Regions from separate parts of the Mus musculus genome. Here region 1 is linked to region 2. A link is a contact called in public Hi-C data. All regions are on one chromosome and are shown on one strand. The core of a region is the stretch at or near the end of the contact, and the rest is flanking DNA. Distances in the headings are between cores, read along the strand shown. Region 1 overlaps Shroom3 (shroom family member 3). Region 2 overlaps Scarb2 (scavenger receptor class B, member 2).

Evidence for each region. A called contact is a pair of places that touch in the nucleus more often than the background predicts.
Region 1: a contact with region 2 is called in a Hi-C map of liver, with 3 times the contacts expected there. The contact joins two enhancer-like sites. A contact is called at or near these places in 2 of 39 promoter capture datasets (the 3T3-L1 cell line and cranial neural crest), 1 of 15 datasets of contacts at CTCF or cohesin (the NIH/3T3 cell line), 11 of 484 Hi-C or Micro-C datasets (Sertoli cells, adipose-derived mesenchymal stem cells, cardiomyocytes and 6 more), 5 of 115 datasets of contacts at active chromatin or transcription factors (bone marrow-derived macrophages, differentiating embryonic stem cells, forebrain and 2 more) and 1 of 9 other capture datasets (adipose tissue).

The regions. Positions count from the first base shown.
Region 1 is chr5:92,714,123-92,718,305 of GRCm38.p6, forward strand. The region is part of intron 1 of Shroom3 (shroom family member 3); the gene reads left to right. Among named protein-coding and RNA genes, the nearest start is that of Shroom3, 33 kb to the left of the region's middle. Within about 2 kb of position 1,974, at least 17 of the 459 cell types and tissues checked have an H3K27ac peak or open chromatin away from gene starts, as enhancers often do. A contact at or near this core is called in adipose tissue and liver, where this site is marked.
Region 2 is chr5:92,495,611-92,500,157 of GRCm38.p6, forward strand. The region is part of intron 1 of Scarb2 (scavenger receptor class B, member 2); the gene reads right to left. Among named protein-coding and RNA genes, the nearest start is that of Scarb2, 7.8 kb to the right of the region's middle. Within about 2 kb of position 2,826, at least 160 of the 459 cell types and tissues checked have an H3K27ac peak or open chromatin away from gene starts, as enhancers often do. A contact at or near this core is called in adipose tissue and liver, where this site is marked.

The DNA of each region.
Region 1 (4,183 bases), core at 724-3,223, 220 kb after region 2:
TGAGAAACATTTTATTGACCTAGTCACCTTATCCCCCCCCCCAAAATTATTGTTCATAGACACTTAGCCATGTGCATTCTGTTTTGTCATATTAAAAAAAATGTTGATTTAGTATATAGCCAGGGATGAGGGGGCAGGAGGGAAGGGCACAGGCCACAAGGACACACCTTTTCCTCTTCTCTTAGGTGGCAAAAAAGCAAAACAAACAAAATGCTTTTGCTTCGTTTTCTGTTTGGAAGCAGGATCTCACTCACTATTGTAGCCCTGGAACTCACTATGAAAAGCAGACTGGCCTCAAACTCACAGCAATCTACCTACCTCTGGCTCCCAAGGGTTTCGAGTAAAGGTGATAACTACTATGCCCAGCTTCCAAAAATACTTTTTGTTTTTGTTTTTGGAGACAAAGTATGCCTATACAGCCTAGCTGGCCTGGAACTCACTGTGAAGAGCAAGCTGGCCTGAAACTCACAGAAAGATACCTGCCTGTTGCCTCCGAAGGACTGGGGTTAAAGGCGTGCACCACCACATTCAGCCACTAAGCACTTAAGAAAGCCATTCCATTATGTGTTGCCAGGGCATTGAAACTGACAGGTTATTATTATTATTATTATTATTATTATTATTATTATTATTATATATTTTCTTCATTTACATTTCAAATGCTATCCCGAAAGTCTGCTATACTCTTCCTCCACCCTGTTCCCCAATCCACCCACTCCCACCTCCTGGCTCTGGCATTCCCCTGTACTGGGGCATATAATATTCTCAAGACCAAGGGCCTCTCCTCTGACTAGGCCATCTTTGAAACTGACAGATTTTATGCAGATCCCAGATCACCTTGATCCAAGTCTCTATTTTCTCTTTTAGATATTAGTTTTGGAAAGATACTAGAGAGAAGTCATTACAATTATCTACTGAAGGGCCTGAGAGATGACTCAGCAGTTAAGAGCACTGACTGCACTTCCAGAGGTCCTGAGCTCCATTCCCAGCAACCACATGGTGACTCAGAATCATCTACTAAAGTTTCCAAAATACTAAACTTTATTTTAAAGAAAAGGATAACGATGATGGAAGAGACAGCCCGATGCTTTCCTGTGTATTAGGTACCATTGTTAGTAAATATGGATTTTTAGACAAAAGTCAAACATTATTAGTAAATACAGACTTTTAAACAGAAGTCAGACAAGTTGTTTGCTGCTAGGTGAGAGCCCTGTTGGGGTTCAGTATTGCGATGTCCTTCTCAAAGGATGAGGAGGCTCCTTAGCAAAAGACTCGTCCCCATCGCCCTACAAAGCAGGCCCAGTTCCTCTCTCCGAGCCGTGCTGTTTGGTTCTTTGCCCTTGAGTCCTCCCACCTTCCCTGAAATCTTTGGCGTCTGCTGGCACGAAGGCCCAGCCTGCATTGTGCAGCTTTTGAATTGCAGCGAAAGTGCTGCTCTGAACGGCTGAATGGCTGGTGATTGAGAAGGAATTGATTGCTGGACTTCAAAACCAAGACTCGGGAGGTACAGTGCACGTTAGATCTCCTAAACCCCAACTTTCATTACTAAGTTTTCTTTTTGATGGGTTTATTCAGTTGGCTTTGGTTTGTAGTTTTTCTTTTTTTGAGACAGGGGTTCACACAAGCTGCTTCAGCCTGTCCTGGACCTCAGCAGGTCGCCCAGACTACTCTTGAACTCATAGCAATCCTCCTGTCTCAGCTCCTTGAGTGCTGAGATTCCAGCTGAGAGCATCACACTTTCCTCTCCACTAGATTCTTTTTTAAGTTTTCAAAGTTAGTTTGAATGAAGTAGCAACTTCACCAAAGGTCTCCTGAGGCTGTGTGCATTGCATATGAAGTTTGTGATGGAATTCCTGTGAAAGAGAAAGAGGAGAGCAGGAAAACATGCCTGAGGCTGGAGATGTGGGTTCAGAGGTTAACAGCACTGGCTGCTCTTCCACAGGGCTGAAGTTTTGTTTGCCTGTCTGGGGCAGCGCCCCATGAACTGTAGCTCTTGCTCAAGGGGCTCTGATGCCCTCCTCAGGCTTCTGTAGGCACCTGTACACACATGCATTGGCATACCCTGATGCATTGGGACACATACACACACATGCGAGGAGAGAGAGAGAGAGAGAGAGAGAGAGAGAGAGAGAGAGAGAGAGAGAGAGAGAGGAAGAAGGAGAAGGAGAAGAAGAAGAAGAAGAAGAAGAAGAAGAAGAAGAAGAAGAAGAAGAAGAAGAAGAAGAAGAGAAGGAGGAGGAGGAGGAGGGAGGGGAGGGGGAACGGGAGGAGGAGAAGAGAAGAAAAAGGGAAGGGAAGGGGGGAAGGGAAGGGAAGGGGAAAGGGAGAAGGGAAGGGAAGGGAGAAGGGAAAAGGGAAGGGGGAAGGGAAGGGAAGAGAAAATGGGGAAGAAGGGGGAAGGGGAGAAGAAGTGGGAAGGGGGAAATGGGAAGGGAAAGGGGAAAGAAGGGGAAAGGGAAAGGGAAAGGGAAAGGGAAAGGGAAAGCAGGTATTAGTAGAAACTGTAGTCCTGATTCTGGATATATAATTGCCTTTTGGGGGAAATGGGGAAACAGCATAATCTTTCAAAGCTTTTGTGTTTGTCAATGGAAGTGACTGAATCGTGTGAAAGATCCTATGCACACAAACTTAAAAGATTCCTAAAGAAGATAGAGACTCCCACATCCTGTGTGGCACTGGCTTGGGCAGGTCTTCCCTACAGTTCTCCTTGAGAGAATGCAGCTCCACATAGAACATGGGGGGTAAACCCTTTGCAGGCACAATGGTGCTTTGCTGAGATTCTTGTAGAAGACAGGGTACTCAGTTCAGTTAGTGTTCCAGACTAAAAGTGTTTTATTTTTAAGTTTTATATTTGTATATATTAATTATGCATAATGGGTTGTGACATTTTCATGCATGTATATAATGTAATTTGCTCATATTTACCCCCATTACTTCTCTTGTGTCCCCCGATTCCTACTGATTCCCTTTTGCCAACTAGTCCCCCTTCTGTGTTCATTTCTCTTCCTTCCTTCCTTCCTTCCTTCCTTCCTTCCTTCCTTCCTTCCTTCCTTCCTTCCGTGTGTGTGTGTGTGACCCAGTGATTTTTTTCATTAGGATTGCTTACAGGAGTACTGATGAGGGGTTATTGACAGGATCATGGGCACCTTACTAGTGGCTACACCACAAAACAACCATCTCCCCATCACTCAGCAACCATTAATTGCCCCACGAGCACCTCCTCCATCTGTAATAGATTATTGATAGTCTAGTCTTAATGCAGATCTGGTGTGTGTAATCGTAGCTACTGTGAATTCAAGATTGCAGTGGCCACATCATGCCCAGAAGACAGCATCCAATGAGATTCCACCCTTTCTTCTGGCTTTAGAATGCTTTCCACCTTCCTTCTTCAGCATTGTTCCCTGAGCCTTGGAGGGATACAGCTGGATCTCATGGAGGCATTTCCTCCACTGAGGCTCTTCTTCTCTAATGACAAAGAATCAGCCAGTTCCACTCTCTTTTACCCGCCTCTTTTTTTCACTCTTGGCTTTAACATAAAGGGAAAATTTTATATTTTACGGTTCTGTCTTGGCTTTGTTTTTGTTGGGTTTGTTGTTTGTTATTGTTTTCTATTTTAATTTTTGGTCCTGTTCTGGAATTGGCAGCAAACAGGTTGGCCCTTCTTCACTGTTTTCCCTCTTTATTACTGCTCCTTCTCTGACTGGACTGACCTCTGTCCCCGTGTGCCTTGCATCCATTTCCTGCTCTGTGGACAGTTTCTCAACAGGAAAGTGATTGCCATATTTCTCCAGTTCCTTCCTAGCTTTCTGGGCCTTTTCAGATTTGATTTCAGCTCATCACTCTATAGTTTCATAGCACTTGTCCCTGGAGACCATCTCTATAGGAGGAGAAAGCATGAGTCTCCTCTACTGATGCAGGAGGGGCTAGCCCTGGGATTTCACTCCAGTTTGCCGGTTGCCTGTGGTGCTCCAGGGGTGGGAATCAGTGCTGTGTGCTGCTGAGTTTGTTCCTGTTTGTCAAACAAGATCACTTAGCACCTCCAGGTTGGGCAACTGTGCTTTCCTATGAACTAGAGGGAGCTGCTAAATGCAAGACATGGAGGTCATCTCTCCCAGATGGTGAACATCTGAGGGCACTACCAGGCCTTTAGACTAAAAGCATTGTCAAGAGGAAGAAAGAGGCC
Region 2 (4,547 bases), core at 1,576-4,075:
CCTAGGAAATGCACCACTGGGTGTGTCTGTAAGATTGGTTTTGAGCAGCTTAAATGAAAGGGAACAGCCCATCCTGAATATGACTGACAGGATCCCAGGGGCTGATGTTCAAGGATAGAAAGGAGGAGGGAGACTCTGAGACCTAAGGTAATCTCTCTCTATACCCTGGCTGTGGCTACAGTGTGATGGGTCACTACCCTCAGGCTGTGATGCACAGCTCTTCTCCCTCCCAGGCCCTCCCTGTGCTGATAGTCTGCACCCGACCACCCCTACATAAGCCCTAACTTGTCCCACTGTTTCTTCAGGTGCTGAATCTGGCAGGGCCTTGACTCTCCCAACCCTCAGAACTGTGAGAAATGTAATCTGTTGTTCAGAAGCCTGGTGGTGTAAGAAAGCAGCTCAAGTGGGCTAACAGAGCAGGGCTGGCCCCGGGCTGGCCCCGGGCCTGCGCTGTTGGCTGCTGCTACCCAGGACTCAGTGGGGCTCACAGTGCCCAGCACAGACATGTAACAGAAATGTTTGTTTGTTGTGCATGCACATGATGAGGCAGGGGGCATGTGCTAGGACATGCCTGTGGAGGTCAAAGGACAACTTTACAGAGTTGATTCTCGTCTCCTACCATCCCATGGTTCGGGGTGTTGAAACTGGATCAACCAGCTTGCACAACAAACACCTTGACCCTCTCAGCAATCTCTTTGGCCCAAGTTTCTAGATTTTAAAGGGATAAACCCTTCCAGGGGTAAGTATGTGACGACTTGTCCTACAGGGTGAGAGCCAATGGAAAGCCACACAGGAAGCAAACAAACTCTTCCAAAGACAGAATTTGAACCCATCGAACCTTCCATCCATGCAAAGGCGTTTACTGAACATCTTGTTCATCCCTTCCTTCCTCTTTTCTTTCCCTCCCTCCTCTTCCCTCTTTTTTTATGGTGCTAGAGACTAAATCTAGGGTCTCACGAGTGCTAGGTAAGTGAGTGCCTTTCCACTGAGCTATACCCTGGCTCCTCACCGTTTTGTTTTGTATAAGTCATTGAGTTTGGCAATAGGAGATGAAACAAAACTAAGTATGACAGGATTCTTACCTTTTAAAAGAGACTTGCAAGCTAGCTTAGAATACTAAATTGTGTGCTACAGATTGAAAGCTCTGTGGGGCCGAGGCCAGAGAAGGGCATCCCCGAGTTATGAAGAGACCAATGTTCTCCTCAAGTTATGGAAGAACACATTAAAAAACAAGAGATTCCCAGAGCCTGAATCTTCAATAGCTCCAAACTTGGGGCTTTTGGTTGGTTTGGCTCTTTTTTATTTTTATTTATTTATTTATTTGCTATTGAGACAGAGCACCATTTTGTCCAGGCTAGCCTGCAACTTACTCTGCAGCACATGCTGGCCTCAATTCTCCTGCCTAAGCTTTCCAAGTCCTGGGATTACAAGGCATTCATCAGCCATCCATCCATCCATCACAAAACTCTGTCTCGACACTGAACTCAGGGCACACAAGAAAGACACAGCACACTAAACAAACTCTGGCTGCTTTGAAAATATTACTAATATGGTTTCCAAATAGGTCTTACAGAAAAAAAAACATAGATATAGATTATAATTGTTATAACTATACATTGTACATGTCACAATAAGAAAAGAGGGCTGGAGAATTGGCTCAGCGGTTAAGAGCACTGACTGCTCTTCCAAAGGTCCTGAGCTCAAATCCCAGCAACCACATGGTGGCTCACAACCATCTGTAATGAGATCTGATGCCCTCTTCTGGTGTGTCTGAAGACAGCTACAGTGTACTTACATATAATAAATAAATCTTTAAAAAAAAGATACACGTGTTGTATATAATATATTATTATAACATGTATAATGTAATTAATGTTAATAGTCTATGTAAATAATCTTAGAAAGTCAGCATTATTAATTTAATTAAAACTGGATGAACATGGTCTCTGGACCCCTAGAAGTCCCTGAGGCCCTCTCAGGCACGCCACAAAATCAAAAGTAATTTTAGTAACAATAGTCATACATCATTTCTGCCTTTTTCTCTGGCTTTGTGACTACAAAGTAAAGTTTACCTGACCTATGAAGATGTCCTTGCTCTGCTTAAGTACGGATGTGTTGGTGTATTCTCTCAAATTGTTAAAATGTTATTTATTTCTTGCATGTGAATATATATACACACAATACATATATTATTTAATAGATTAACATATTAATTATATCATATACATATATAGTGTATATATGTAAATAGTATAAGATATAATTAATATGTTTATATATATATATAAAATGTGTATGTGTGTGTGTGTATACATGAGTATGGGCTAATACATGCCTCAGGTGACAGTCCTTGCCTTCTATCTAGTTTGAGACAGGGTCTCTTTGTTGTTTGTTTCCAAACTGCCCGGGCCCAGCTATCTGGCTGTTGAGTCTCCATGGATTCCCCTGTGCCCACCCCTCACCTTGCTGGAGGAACACTGGGATTACAGATCCCATCAGGCATTGCACTACCATGTCTAGCTTTTACCTCAGTTCTGGGGATTTGAACTGGGGTCGACATACTCATCTCCAGCTTTGGTTTTAATTCTCCTGCTGTAAGCATCAGGATGTACAGTTCAGAGAAACAAAAGCACACAAGTCCTTAACAGCTTCAAGAGTAGAAAGAGGCCAGCAGAAGTTTGAATTTGATTACAGTTTTCCAAGGACAGGGAATTCTCCGCCCTGGCCCCCACCCGTCTTGTTTACATATGTGTAGCTCTCTGCCTAGCATGCACTCTGCCTCACAAGCAGTACACATTCCTGTAACACTCACTAAACAATGGAGGACAAAGTGTATCCTGAAAGCACTTTTGGAAAAAGAAAGCAAACTGCTGGGTGTGGCCAGCGCTTGAGACTAGGTGGCAGGAAGATCAGGTAAGGTGTGAGGTCAGCCTCCTCCCCTACTCTGAGAGTTTAAGGTCAGCTGGTTTACAGGAGACTCTGTCTCAAAAATAAAATAAAATAAAATAAAATAAAATAAAATAAAAGAGTATGTGAAGAGTTAGAACCCAGGGCAGAGTTTATTTTCCTTTGGTTGCTTCTGACTGGTTACTAGCTTTGATTAAAAGCAGCCCCTCTCTTAGTCCTGCAGATGTGTGATGGATCTGATAATAAGGGTCATGCGTGTCTACTCTCTTGGCCGGCAGTGCATTTTTTCAATAATGAGCTTACTCCCTCAGGCTGACTCTTCTCTGCGAAGCAAGCAGATGTCTGGCAGACCAGATGGCCCTTTGGCTGTGGCCTGACAGAAGGAAATGTTGCATTTTACTGAACAGTAAATCAAGTGGCTGCCAAGAACCTTCCTACGCCTCTATCTCTGTCTTTTCCTGTAAATGTGCCGGATAATGGCAGTATTAGTAATAATGTCCTCAGCCAGAACTCCCATCCCAAGGAATGAAGATGGGCTGAAACCATCACCACCCCCAGCTCCTTAGCCTGGTACTACTGTTCCTAATGAGTCTGGCATCGCTACGCCTCCACAATAGATGCTGTATTCCCCTAGAGCAGTAGTTCTCAACCTGTGGGTCTCAACCCCTTTGGGGGTCACGTATCAGATAGCCTACATATCAGATATTTACATTATGATTCAGAACAGTAGCAAAATTACATAAGTAGCAACAAAAATAACTGTATGGTCTGGGATCACCACAATCTGAGGAAGGTGGAGCATTAGGAAGGTTGAGAACCACTGCCCCAGAGTCTGGGGACAATACTGACAACTCCTGGTCTATTCCACTGTCATAACTGGTAGCTGTGAGGACACTTTCTGTCAGCTCAGACTGACAAGGTTGAAGGAAGCATATAGGAGTGTCATGTGACAAGATCATGTTTTGAATAGACTGAAGAAAAGGCTGCTGAGGAGTCAAGAATCCTTTAAGGAACTTACTCACAGGCCTGTTTATAACTCTCGAGTCCTACCTGGGTGGAGAGCCAACCACACCACGGTTTATCAACTTGCAAAGGAGAAACTAAGAAGCCAGCATTTCCTGAGGACAACAGCTGGAGCCACACAGTGGTGGGGAAGCCCCAGGGCAGTAAACAGCCAGGGTTAGATGTGTAAGCGAAGGAAGCTGGGTTCCTGCTGACTATCCAGTTTGTATTATACTCTCAAGAGGCCTGAGAGGGCCATTTCTAACTCAAGAGCTTCCCCTTCCAGCTTTAAAGGAAGGAAGGAAGGAAGGAAGGAAGGAAGGAAGGAAGGAAGGAAGGAAGGAAGGAAGGAGAAAAGAAAGAAAAGAAAAGAAAAGAAAAGAAAAGAAAAGAAAAGAAAAGAAGTCCTCTTGCATGAAGGGGGTCTGTGCTCCTTAAAGACTGGGCCCCCTCCCATGCTAAGACATTAAAGACAATAGAATTATGGGGAGACCATGTGGCACGGGGTCAGGTGAGAGGTGGCCACAGTATTCATTATCCACACCAACAGTCTTCTGGATGGAGAGGCTGCTCACCCTTATACTAGCAAGCACACACACATACAATCGGGCAGGGCAAGGCAATCCTGGGAACTGAGA